2 separate regions of the Sus scrofa genome follow, and region 2 is linked to region 1. Evidence: chromatin contacts called from public HiChIP or PLAC-seq data. All regions are on one chromosome and are shown on one strand. Each heading gives the region's core, a stretch centred on a gene start, on an enhancer-like site or on the middle of the called end of the contact. The rest is flanking DNA. Distances are from core to core; before and after follow the strand shown.

Evidence for each region. HiChIP or PLAC-seq counts read pairs in DNA pulled down with a chosen protein or histone mark.
Region 2: a contact with region 1 is called in an H3K27ac HiChIP or PLAC-seq map of alveolar macrophages. The contact joins two enhancer-like sites.

Annotation. Positions count from the first base shown.
Region 1 is chr9:33,127,453-33,133,957 of Sscrofa11.1, forward strand. The region is part of intron 2 of TMEM123 (porimin); the gene reads right to left. Among named protein-coding and RNA genes, the nearest start is that of TMEM123, 30 kb to the right of the region's middle. Within about 2 kb of position 2,634, at least 3 of the 83 cell types and tissues checked have an H3K27ac peak or open chromatin away from gene starts, as enhancers often do. A contact at or near this core is called in alveolar macrophages, where this site is marked.
Region 2 is chr9:33,260,185-33,266,689 of Sscrofa11.1, forward strand. MMP20 (matrix metallopeptidase 20) reads right to left here. Exons shown (of 10, transcript NM_213905.1): 9 at 4,167-4,270; 10 at 1,264-3,291. The coding sequence ends at 3,191. Among named protein-coding and RNA genes, the nearest start is that of MMP7, 38 kb to the left of the region's middle. Within about 2 kb of position 3,732, at least 4 of the 83 cell types and tissues checked have an H3K27ac peak or open chromatin away from gene starts, as enhancers often do. A contact at or near this core is called in alveolar macrophages, where this site is marked.

The DNA.
Region 1 (6,505 bases), core at 1,384-3,883:
CCTTTAGAGACCCACCTCTCCTTTATTCCATGTGCTTCAAAGGGACAGTAAATGAGTAGGAAAGTGATTCAAATTAGGCCAATTATACTCTCAGGAATTTGAAACTTGAGTAATATACACTAGGGTGGAAAATAGTTGACAGTCATTTTTGATGGCAACTCCCTAAAGATATTTCTGCTCACTCCTGCCCTTGAAATACCTAGCACTAAGTCTAGTTGTTCAATGTTTTCTCTTTGACTTTGTGACACCATGTCTTCCAATAATTCCTTGTTTGCCTAAACCAGCAGGTTAGTTTCTGCAACCAAATATTTTTAACAATATGACAATTAAACCTGCAGTGATGCCTACTTTCTTCTTCCTCTTCTTCATAAACAAGTATATGGTCCTCTTCAGTTTTTTTTCCCCCTTTCCAACAGAAGGTACTTTTCAATTTGTGCCAAGAGGAAGATTACACAAAGCTATTTGCTAAAAGGCAAGTTCTGGTGTGTAAATTGGAAGCTTCTAAAATTAAGATTTTTCCCTTTGAAACAGTCTTTGACACTCCTCTATGAACCTTTGACTATTTCTTTGAGAAAACATTTTCTAAAACTAAGACATGAATACATGAATGCCTGTATCTGTATGCTGCAATGTCACTATACTTACAAGCCCACTCGACTGTTAAGTTTTGATTCTAAAGTAAACTGTTACAATCATAGCATTCTACCAAGCAGAAGCTTTACATCTTATACATAGCAGCTTTCGCTGGTAAACCAGTATGGATTTCAGACGCAGCTAGACGAACTGACTTTATAGGGACTTAGCATCATCTAAAGCACTCAGTCTAAAAAGTTTTTTCTGGGTCTGCGTAATCAAGAGCGTAGTTATAAAAAGAATTATTCTCAGTCCAACCTACCAAAAAGAGATTAACTTCTCTGCCGAGACTGCAACATATAAGTTGTAGATATGGTGTCAAGTCTCGTCAATAAAATTATGCCATAGTAAGCATGTATTTTCCTTGGTGTGTCAGAGTCACTATAGATTGCTGAATCTCAAAGCTACTTTGTGGGAATTCCCATTGTGGCAGAGCAGAAAAGGATCTGAATAGAATCCACAAGGATGCAGGTTCAATTCCTGGCCTCGCTCAGTGGGTCGGGGATCTGGTGTTGCCACGAGCTGTGGTGTAGGTCACAGACACAGCTTGGATACTGCGTGGCTGTGGTATAGGCCGGCAGTTACAACTCCAATTTAAGGCCTGGCCTGGGAACTTCCATATGCCACAGGTGTGGCCCTAAAAGGCAAAAACAAAACAAAACAAAAAACAAACCAACAACAAAGAAAAAGAAAAAAAAAAGGAAAAAAAAAAGCGCTACTGTGAAACAGAAGCTCTCTGAATAAAAATAATACAATCATGGGAAAATTGAATTACAACGAACTCTTGTAAGAAAATTTAGTGACTAGAACTAAATATACGCAATTGAAAAAAAAAATAAACTGAACACTTTCTCTTCTCTAGTAAGTAAGAAGAACGCCTCAGTGGGCATTCACTGAGGAATTGTATAGTATTTCTTAGTTTATAATTTTCACATATAATTAAGCATTATCATTAATTCCCAGCACAAATACATTAAATAAGAAAAAAATCGGAGTTCCCGTCATGGTGCAGTGGTTAGCTAATCCAACTGGGAACCACGAGGTTGCGGGTTCAATACCTGGCCTTGCTCAGTGGGTTAAGGATCTGGCGTTGCCATGAGCTGTGGTGTAGGTTGCAGACACGGCTCGGATCCCGCATTGCTGTGGCTCTGGTATAGGCCGGTGGCTACAGCTCCGATTCGACCCCTAGCCTGGGAACCTCCACATGCCACAGGAAGTGGCCCTAGAAAAGGCAAAAAGACAAAAAAAGGGGGAAAAAAATCATACAACTAAGGGAAAGACAAATGAACTTCCCTGCTGACATCTTTTTCTAAATCCTGTGGTCTCTCCATAATAAATCCCAGAAGTCCCTTGGATTCACCTTTATGACCTTGGGTGGACTCAGGACCTAGACTAAGTTTACACAATCTATTTAGATAGCAGGGGATGGGTAATTGTGCTTTTGCTTTGGGAGGAGATTCCATAGGGATCTTTATTTTTTTTAACCTCTGCCCTCAGAGCTTCTGTTGCCTTGATTTAGAATGTTCTGTTCTGGCAAACTCCTATGCCTCTGGCAGAGCTGGTGACTTGTTCTTGTTTTCTCACTCGGTCTTGAGAATACCCATCACATGGTACTGGCCAACTCTTGTTCATGTGTTTCTCATGACCTTGAAAAGGGCAAGGATTCTCTTGTTTCACTGCTGTATCCCAAGTCTAGCAGTGTTCCTGGGACTTGGGAACCATACATTAATCATTTACTAATAAAAAGACAGCTTCTCATCTACAAAAAGATGAGAATCAATTAAATTCACCCCTCCCTTTACTTAAAAGTATTTGTATTCTTCCTTTTCCTAAAATTTCTTAAGTAGTACATGTTGAAAAACAATTCAAATAAGCACTGACTCCATATTTGCATATACCAAGAAGCTACTGAGAGTGACATCACCTAGACGGGCAACACAGAATGTTCCCGACTTTGCTTTCCTCTTGAGAAGAACTAATGATGACTACTCACTGACTCACTGACAAGACACCACTAAGAATCCCAGATGAGGGTGAGGCTGAAGTACCTCCCCTCCACCGCAGAGACCAAGACCAACCACATTGGAAGGGTACCTCCCTCTCCCTTGGCTGGCACAGCACCACGCCTGGAGGTTCCCCTGTGCCTAGGTTTCTTCAGGGGTAAGAAAGCCCAGAGTAGACATCACATTTTATCGGTGGTTTCAGTCTCGTCACCTGGGACTGCAGCACAATCTGTGGGGACCAACCACTAGGCATCTGAGTGATGAAAAAGGGGGAAGGGGCTCGCAAAAAGTAGCAGTAGGATCTCGGGAGACCAACTCCCTGCGGGAGTACCCAAGTGGTAATCCCATTACCAAGTGGTAATATTCATCTGCAGAACCAACTCAGTGCCGCCTCACTAGGGAACTCTGTGGAGTGCAGGTCTGCTTGCCTCAAGTGAAGAGATTTGCCAGGCCTGGAGCCTAGTCTGTCTGCTCCCAGGCAGGGATGCTGAATCCCACCCCAGTTCACAGTTGAGTGTACCTCCTGGCCCCTCCTGACCAGAAAGCCTGATAGGAAAAATCTGCAGGTGCTTGGAACTGGCTGGCCCTCCCATCCTGATCAGGCAAGGGAGCTGAGTCATAGTCCCACCTGCTGAGGACTGACGTTCCCACCGTACCCAGGAGCTTCTGGCAAGAACACCTGGAAACTGCATAGCACAGCAATACTGGAGCAGAGAGCCCAGGAGGCAGAGTTGGTCGTCTGCAGAGCAAAGCTACAAAGAATCTTACCAGCCTGGGACCTGGTCCTCCCACTATGCCTGAGCAGGAAAACTAATTTGTAGCCCTGCCTACTGCTGAATACAGCCTTCAGCTCATCCTAGCAAACACCTAATCAGAGCATATGAGAAGCTGCATGGCCCATCCAACAGCCTTGCTTACACTGATACCTGAATAAAGAGCACAGCCAGCGGCCATATCTGGCCAAAGAATTCAGTTTCAAGTCTTGCAAATTAAGGTTTCCCCCCAAAAAGCTGTGCAGGCTCTGATGCCCACTTTGCTACCACACCAAGGGAGAGAAGCTAATTCATAGCCCCATCTACCACTGAGTGGAGTACCCAGTCTTGACTGTCTACTCAGCCTGATCAGAGAATCCAAGCAACTGTAGAGCAGTGAACAGAATCAGCATCCTTATCGACCTGCTCTCACTCAATGGTACTGCCCTCAACTCTCAGCTGCAAAGTTTGGGCAGTGGTCTCACCCAAAAGAGACCCTGACAGCGAGGCCCACCTGCCCAAGGATGTTATCAGTAGACAGGGGCATAAACCCAAACCAAGGCGACTGGTTAAGAACTGTCTCTGCCAAAGTATACCTATAAAGAACAGAAGAGGAGACCACTACTCAAATGTGCAGATACCAACATGAGGAATGAAGGATCACAAAAAATTTGTTGAATATGACACAACCAAGGGAAACCAATAAAGCTCCAACAACTGAACTTAAAGGAAGGAGATCTATGAATTGTTAAAGAATTCAGAATAATCTTCTTGAAGTTCAGTGAACTACAGAAACATACAGACCACTAAATGAAATTAGGAAAACAATGTATGAACAAAGTAAGTTCAATAAAGAAGTAGGGACCATTAAAAAAATTCCACAAATTCCAGAGCAGAAAAATACAATGACTACACTGAAGAATTCAAAAGATAATTTCAAAAGCAGACTTAACCACGTAGAAGAATCAGTGACCTAGAAGACAGAATATATGAAATTATTCAGTCAGAGGACAGCAAACAGAAAAAAGAATGAAAAAGAGTGAAGAAACACTAGAGACCTTATGGGAAATAGTCAAAACAAATAATATCTGGATTATGGGAATTCCAGAAGATGAGAATGGGACAGAAAGTATATTTAAAGCAATAATGGCTGAAAACATCCCAAACTAGGGGAGAGAAATGGACACCCAGATCCATAAGGACCAAGGAGCCCAAATAGTTGAACCCAAATAGGGCTACATTGAGACACACTACAACTAAACTATGTCAAAAGTCAAAGATAGAAGTTCTCGTCATGGCACAGCAGAAACGAATCCAGCTAGGAACCAAGAGGTTGTGAGTTCAATCCCTGGCCTCACTCAGTGGATTAAGGATCTGGCATTGCCATGAACTGTGGTGTAGGTAGCAAACTCGGCTCAGATGTTGCCACAGCTGCAGCGCAGCTCACAGCTGCAGCTCGGATTCAGTCCCTGGCCTGAGAACTTCCATATGCCACCAGTGTGGCCATTAAAAAAAAAAAAGGGCAAAAGTTAAATCCTTACCCATAAATAATTACTGCAAACATAAATATATTAAATTCTTCATTCAAAAGACACAGACTAGCTGAATGAATTTTTTAAAAAAAGATCCACAGAGTTCCTGCTGTGGCACAGCAGGTTAAAAATCTGACTCCAGTGGCTAGGGTTGCTGCTGCGGTGCAGGTCTGATCCCTGGCCTGGCATAGTGGGTTAAAGGATATGGCATTGCCGCAGCTTTAATGTAGGTTGCAGCTGTGGCTCGGATTCAATCCCTGGCCTGGGAACTTCCGTATGTTGCAGGTGTGCCTACTTAAAAAATTAAAAAATAAAATTAAAAAAAGCAAGGTCCATGATATGCTGCCTAAGAAAGACTCATTTCAATCTTAAAAACAGACATAGATTGAGAGTGAAAGGAAAGGAAAAATTTTAAGCAAATAATATACCAAAGAAAGAAGGGATAGATACTTCAAACAAAAGACTTTAAAATTAAAAATGGTAAAAAGTTTATTAATGATAAAAAGATAAATCCAGCAAGATGATGTAACATTGTATATATTTACACACCAAATATCACAGCACTCAAATATAGCAGCAAAAACTACAGAGCCAAAATAAGAAATACACAATAACATAATTGCAGTTGGGACTTTAATACCTCTCTCAAATACTGGATACTTCATCTAGACAGAATCAACAAGGAAACAACATGTTTGAATAGTACTATATACCAATGGACCTAAGAGAATGTACAAAATATTCAATCCAACAATGGCAGAAAGCAAATTCTCTAACACATATGGAACATTTTCTAAGACAGACCATATGTTAGGCCACAAAACAAGTCTTAGCAAATTCAAGAAGACTGAAATTATACCAACTATCTTCTCTGACTACAATGCCATGAAACTAGAAATCAGTAACAGGAGTAAAACTGGAAAATTCACCCAATACATGGAAATTAAACTATACTCTCCTGGACAGCCAATGGATGAAAGAGAAGTTAAAGGGGAAATGAAAAATATTTTGAGACAATGAAAATGGAAAACAATATTCCAAAACTTATGAGATAAAACAAAAACGAGCAGCAAATGCCTACATTAAGAAACAAGAACTCCTGTACAGAAGAAAGTAGCACAACATTGAATGAACTCAAATGAGCAATGTAACACTACACCTTAAGGAATTAGTAAAAGAAGAATAAACCAAACCCAAAGCTAGCAAAAGGAAGGAAATAATAAATATTAGAGTATAAACAAATAGAGAAACAACAGAAACAATAGGAAAACAATAGAAAAAATTTTAAAACCCAAAAGTTGGTTCTTTCAAAAGACAAACAAATTTGACAAAACTTTAGCTAGACTAACGAAGGGAAAAAGAAAACCCAAACCAACAATAGTATACATGAAAAAAGGAGATATTACAACTTATACAGAAATACAAATAATCATATCAGGTTGCTATGAACAATTATATACCAAAAAATTGAACAAACTACAAGAAAAAGAAAAATTCTTAAAAACATACAGCCTTTCAAGACCAAATCCAAAAGAAATAGTAAATCTGAATGAATCAGTAATTGAAATTCTCTCAACATGGAAAA
Region 2 (6,505 bases), core at 2,482-4,981, 130 kb after region 1:
GTAATGTCTTTCATTGTATTTAGATCTACTTAATTCATCTGAGTATTGAATGCTCTCCCATTAGAATGTAAACTCCGTGAGGGCAGAAATTTGCACTGGAAAGCAGCTGAGCCTAAGCTGGTGCCAACATAAAGTAAATGCTTAATAAATGAATTAAGCATTAAGTCTTATCCACAAAAACCTCCCCTCTCATTGTATAGAGAAGAAAATGACTGGAAGCAGGAGTAAAGAGGAAACACCTGGATAAAATATGAATGAAAGCACCTGAAGACCCTGTGATAAATTTTAAAACATATTGCACAGAATTCCAAGTAAAAAAACGACAGTGTTTGTTTGTCATCTACTGTGTGAAATGGAAGTCTAAACTCTTTCCATACAAACATTTGAAAAAGAACAGAGAACCTCACAAAGCTGGGTCTGCCGTTTCACCCCATGCTAACCAGAAGAGAGCCTTGTTCCAGCCACAGAAAATTGAATGCAGAACTGTCAGGGAAGCTCCCCACCCAGGTGAATCCATTTGTCTTTTAGTAGCCTTTCTGGGGCTTTCCAAGGCCACCCATAAATAGTTATCACCGAGGTTAAGAGGACGAGACACACGGAGGTCATCAGAAAGCAAACCCTGTTTTGCTTCCTCTTGATCTTAAAAGAGCCAGTTAAACCATACTTTGTTCAAAACTGTCATTTTAACCAAATATTTTTGCAGTTATTTTGAAAACACATGCGTATATGTTATAAATTATTTCTGCACAAAATTCAATTTTCAGGTGAGCATATTAATGTTCTGACACAAACAAAATCACTATTTCTTGTGCTTTAGAAAGACCACATCTTTCCAAAATACCAGCTATATCTGGGAGCCAGTTGTCTCACTCAACAAAGGAACGAGGATTTGTAAGAATTAGTTTTGGGAAATGGAGGTTACCCAGAGTCAGTATATCCTTTGATTACTGATTTAGTTTGGAATTTGGAAAAGAACTTTCAGGTCATTGGTTATCAATCCTTGTGGTACTTGTATGTAGCTCAGCTGTCTCAGGGATGTCTAGGGTTCTGCCAGTCAGTTGGGTCTCGGAGCACATGCTTTTTTGCATCCAGTAACATTTATTTAGGGAAGTGTCTACAACAGACTTGCCCCTGAGCTAGCACTGGACACAAAGAGGGCACCAGGTGCGTCATTGCTGCGTGGTCCCTGCCACAGTTGGCCAGATTGCATTGCCTGCACAGATCAACACACCTCCTGGATCTCCTTGCTTATTATTTTAAAAAATATAACAGGTTTATTGAGATATAATTCAGATATCGTACAATTCTGTTTAAAGTGTACAATTTAATGGCTTTCAGTATATTCACAGATTTGTGCCACCATTCACCTTTCTCATACCATACATTCACTCCCCCTTGTTGCAGCTCCTGACAAGCAGTAATCAGCTCTCAGTATCTCTGGATTTGAACATTTTATATAAATGGAACCATACAATATGCGGTCTATTGTGTTTGGCTTTTTTCACTGAGCATAATGTTTTGAAGCTTCAACAGTATTGTGGCATGTATTAGTCCTTTTTTAAATTGCCAAACAATATACCCACATATGAATTTACCAGATTTTTAAAAATCCATTCACCATTTGATAGACCTGTGTATACTTTTTGGCAATCATGAATAATGCTGCTGTGAACATTTGTGTGCACTTTTTTTTGTGTGGACATGTATTTCCATTTCTCACAGGTATGTACCTAGAGTACCATTTCATGGTAACTCTGTGTTTAGCTTTTTTAGGAGATGCCAGACTGTTTTCCCTCCTTGCTTATGAATAATCAGAAGTTCTCCTCAGCTCTGTTTTTGAAAAAGTGATTTTTCTTACTCTGTAGAGTCAGTTGCCATTGGAAAGTAGGGATACCAGATTTTGTCTTCAGCAGTCAAAGATTCAACCTCTGGTTGGCTGTAAATAGCCACTTTCATAACAGAAACCAAGCGGAAAGATTAGAGTAACCTGGAGTAACTGATCCAGCCCTTCTTAATACTAAGTCTTTTTAGTGAATGCATGAAATAATTTAGTAAATGATGGCAATAATTATAGCTAATATCTGTTGGACATTATAGATGTTCCAGGTAGTCTCTGAAGTATGTTAAATGTATTTAGTCATCTAATTTTAGAACTACTAAAATGTTCTATAATCCTTACATTCTAGAGGGTAAGATTAAAAAAAAAAGAATTACAGACAACTGTACTTCATCTGTACTAATGGCTCGGTAGAAAGAAAGGGTTTAGCTTGAAGAAAGAAAAACTGAAACAAAAGACAAACTGAATGGAAAGCTATTCAGAAGAGATGCACTTAGATGGGTTAAATAGAGTCATGTGGCAGGTATTTCAGTTTCAGGAAGCAGGAAATAGAGCAAATTACTATGATCTCTTCTGGGTCTGCATATTTACGATACTATCTCAATATTTAAGTTTTCTATAGGTACACAAAATTTGTTGCCAAAGTGTGATAGAAGCTACTAACTAAAGAGAAATGAGGAACTGTTCTTATACAACATTTTGATTGGCGCTTGTTAAAAGCTGTCCTGTTGTAAAGTGCCCTTCTCTTACCTAGTATGAAAACCCATTTGAGTAGATTTGCCCACTATAACCTACTTCAAAGACCAGTGTGAACACATAGAGTCAGAAAAACAAACAAACAATGAGAAACAAAACATACAGTATGTTGTTTGTGATATGTTTAAAGAGGGGTACATGTATATTTATCATAACAAATGTTAAGCTGAAAAAGCTAATACAAATAACAAATAATTATAATTTGTATACTAATGCCATTTCCTATTAAAAAATTTATAATACATGTCAGGGAATCCACAAGTGGGTTTCTTCCTGGAAATAAAAACCAAACTTATCAATTTGCCTCAGTATATTAGGTAAGAAAAAAAAATGGTTGTCTAACTGAAGATTGCATTGTGCTAATTCTGATGTTGTGTACAGTTGACCATACAGGAATTTTACATTTGGATTAAAGTTCTGAATCCACAAGTATGAAATAGTTTAGAAGCATAATTATTTTCCTCGAATTCTAAATTACCCTTAGAATTGAAGGTCAGGGGAAGAATCCCTAACCTGCGTTCTGCTTTAGTCCTTAAGATCCCATTACCAGCTGTTTGCAGTCATCTTCATTTCTCTGGAAAGACTAGACTTTTCTATTTAGCAACCAATCCAGGAATTAGATTTCAACACACTAACCACATCTTCCTTTTCTGTGTCATACTTGTATGCTTTGGGTCCTGAAAAGAAGTAAATGTAGCCTAAAAGAGACAAAGTCGAAGTTGTGGTTACTGACAATGACTTCAGAGGGGAATTGGGAATGAGTCAGGTGACAGTTAGCTAACCCTCTGCATATCTCTCTCTGAGCCCTGGAACCTGACACCCCTCACATGTCAATCATTTCTCATCTTTCTCACTGCCCCTGCTGGGGATGCTTGGTCCTTCTGCTCAGGGTGTTTCCCTCCAGGAAATCCTTTCCCTTTTCCTAGTCAACCTCTAGCCATTTTTAAAATACCATCTGAGGTTCCACGGTGAAATCTGCATCAACTGATGCCTGTTTTGATCTTTTCTTTTTCTTGGAATTATTGTCAAGACTATCACACAATTCAATACTAAGTTATATAGACTGTCATGTTTCCCAGTAATTTCATATGTGTTGGATGGAGAGGCATTTCCCGAAGATGGTAACCATTTCACAAGAGCAGAGACCATATCCGGAACAGTCTTTGCATTGCCGAACAGTGGCCAGTTCTGTGCCACATACTCAAGAAGAATATGCTGACTGACTGATTCAAAAGATTCAGTTAAATTTACTTAACCCAGTTCAATTCAATTTAACTTTCCCAGCTATGTGTTAAATTTCAGAAGTTGGGTGATGGAGTGGGAAAAGGTACCTAGAAGGTACTAATAGACTGGAAAGAGAGAACCATAATGATACCCTTTATACTCTTTCTGGTGGTTAATCTGGCTAGCTAAATTTAGAAGGGACTCAGAGCCAAAAACCAAACCAAATCAAAACAACAACAACAAAAATCCAAGGATTCCTGTTTGGGAACCTGTTTTCTGTGATGTTAAAGCAGACCCCAGATTTCTTGTTACAATTTCAACAAAGAAACTTTTCAGTAGAAACACTCACCGTTTAATTCCACGGCAGCATCTATTTGGCCATTAACTCCTGAAAATTCTTCTTCAGTATTCTTTGGATAGTCTTTATCCATTTTCCTTTTTCGTTCATCATAGCTGGAAGAAGTATTATTTCAAATAATATTAATAAGAGATTTTTATTGCTTGTAGAGGACAATGTGCTATTCAGGTATATTTAGCCAGGGCTGACTTTTGATTTACTCTATTTTTAAATTTTTTTTCTTTTTACATCCACACCTGCAGCATATGGAAATTCCTGGGCTAAGGGTTGAATTGGACCTGCAGCTGCTGGCCTACACCACAGCCACAGCAACAGCAATACCGGATCTGAGTTGTATCTGTGACCTATGCCATAGCTTGTGGCAACACTGGATCCTTAACCCATTGAGCGAGGCGGGGATCCAACCCTCATCCTCATGGACACCGTGTTAGGTTCTTACCCTACTGAGCCACAGTGGGAGCTCCTGATTTATTTTGATTTATTTTAAATCTGTTTTCCTGTCTATCTTTGTCTCTCTCTCACACACAAACACACACATATTCTGACATAACTCTCCCAGGTTCCAGAGGTTCTGGGACTGCTAGGTTGGGAGTCATTGCTCTAAATATTCTCTTAAAAAACCACCAGGTACATTGTTTAGAATGAGTTAAATATTATAGGGTCATATTTCTGTAATTAAAAATTATATTACCTATATTTTAAATTACCTATATTTTAATTACATATAGGTAATTAAATTACCTATATTTTTAATGATTTATTTACTGTTTTAATTTCTCTCTCCATGTATGATTTTCTCGGCTCACCAAACAGTTGAAAGCCCTTTATAGAGGCTTTTATTAATGAGCTTCCTGCTATGTACCTTCAGAGGAGGGATTGAACAAACAATGCAAATGTGTGAATAGTCAGTAGATTAAAAACAAGAAGCAAGAAAATCTAGAATAACTGAAACTCTGCCTTTTAAATCTTTTTAATTAAATTAAATTGCTTTTGTTTCCTAGAAAGATTATACGACTAACTGAAAAGTAGATTAGATTTCTTTTTCTGAATCCACAAATATCATACAGTGATAACTCTAAGGATTGGTTAAGACATCTCTTTGTGATCTAAGTTACCCTTTGTGAAAAAGACTGTGACTTGTATGAATCAGCATGACTTGTGTGAGTTCAGCATGTAGGCAGAGCAGACTCACTCCTTCAAGAAGCTTTCATTTAAAGTGTGAGAAAGTCCCTTTATCATCAGCACAGAGCTCCCAATGGGGGCATTCCCAAGGTGCTCACCCCACTCCTTTCCCACCAAAAGGTCAGACTATTTCTTCTGGTTCCTGGGCTACTGGGAGTTTCCTGTGGTATCAGATCACACCCACCTTCTTCTGAAATGTGCCTCTCATGTGGCTATGACTACACAGACCGGGGGACAGATCTCTCACGATATTAAGCAGGATCGAACATGGGGAAAGAAGTATTCAGGCTGAAACTGACTAGTGGGTTGAGCTGCTTTATGGGGTGTTGAGGGTAGGAAACCAGTTCCTGGAAGTCCGAATTCCCTTTCCAGGGGAACCATTAGAGCCTTCCAATAGCCCAGGGGGAAAAAACCAAGCTATATAAGTTATATTAAGTACAAATAAAAATGGAAGCCATGTACTGTGTTTTGTCAACATCAGAAGTGCCCTTACAGGAGTTTCCTGGTGGCTCAGTGGATTAAGGGTCCAGGGTTGTTGTTGCTATGTTGCAGTTCAGTCCCTGGCCTGAGAACCTCTATATGCTGCTAGCATGGCCAAATAATAATACTAATAATTTGGAGTTCTCTTGTGGTGCATCAGGTTAAGGATCCAGTGTTGTCACTGAAGCAGATTGGGTCACTGCTGTGGCATGGTTTGATCCTTGGCCCAGGAGCTTCCGCATGCTGTGGGTGTGTCCAAAAAAAGAAAAAACATAGGCTAACACTGAGTGTGGAGACAGGGCACCTATACACTATTAGGAAGAGTGGCTGCCCAGTGGCAGGACTGGATTTAGGGAAAGACTGGAGAAAAAGAACAGCCATACATATTCCCTCTCCTATGGCTTGGATTTCTTCTGTTTATTTTGTTCTAATGTCTGAAATCTAGTGTCCTTTGTTAAAAATGGGAAGTGGGAGTTCCTGCCATAGCACAGTGGAAATGCATCCAGACTAGGAATGATGAGGTTGTGGGTTTGATCCCTGGCCTCGCTCAGTGGGTGAAGGATGCGGCCTTGCCATGAGCAGTGGTGTAGGTTGCAGATGTGGCTTGGATCTGGCGTGGTTGTGGCTATGGCTGTGGTGTAGGCCGGCGGCTACAGCTCTGATTCGAC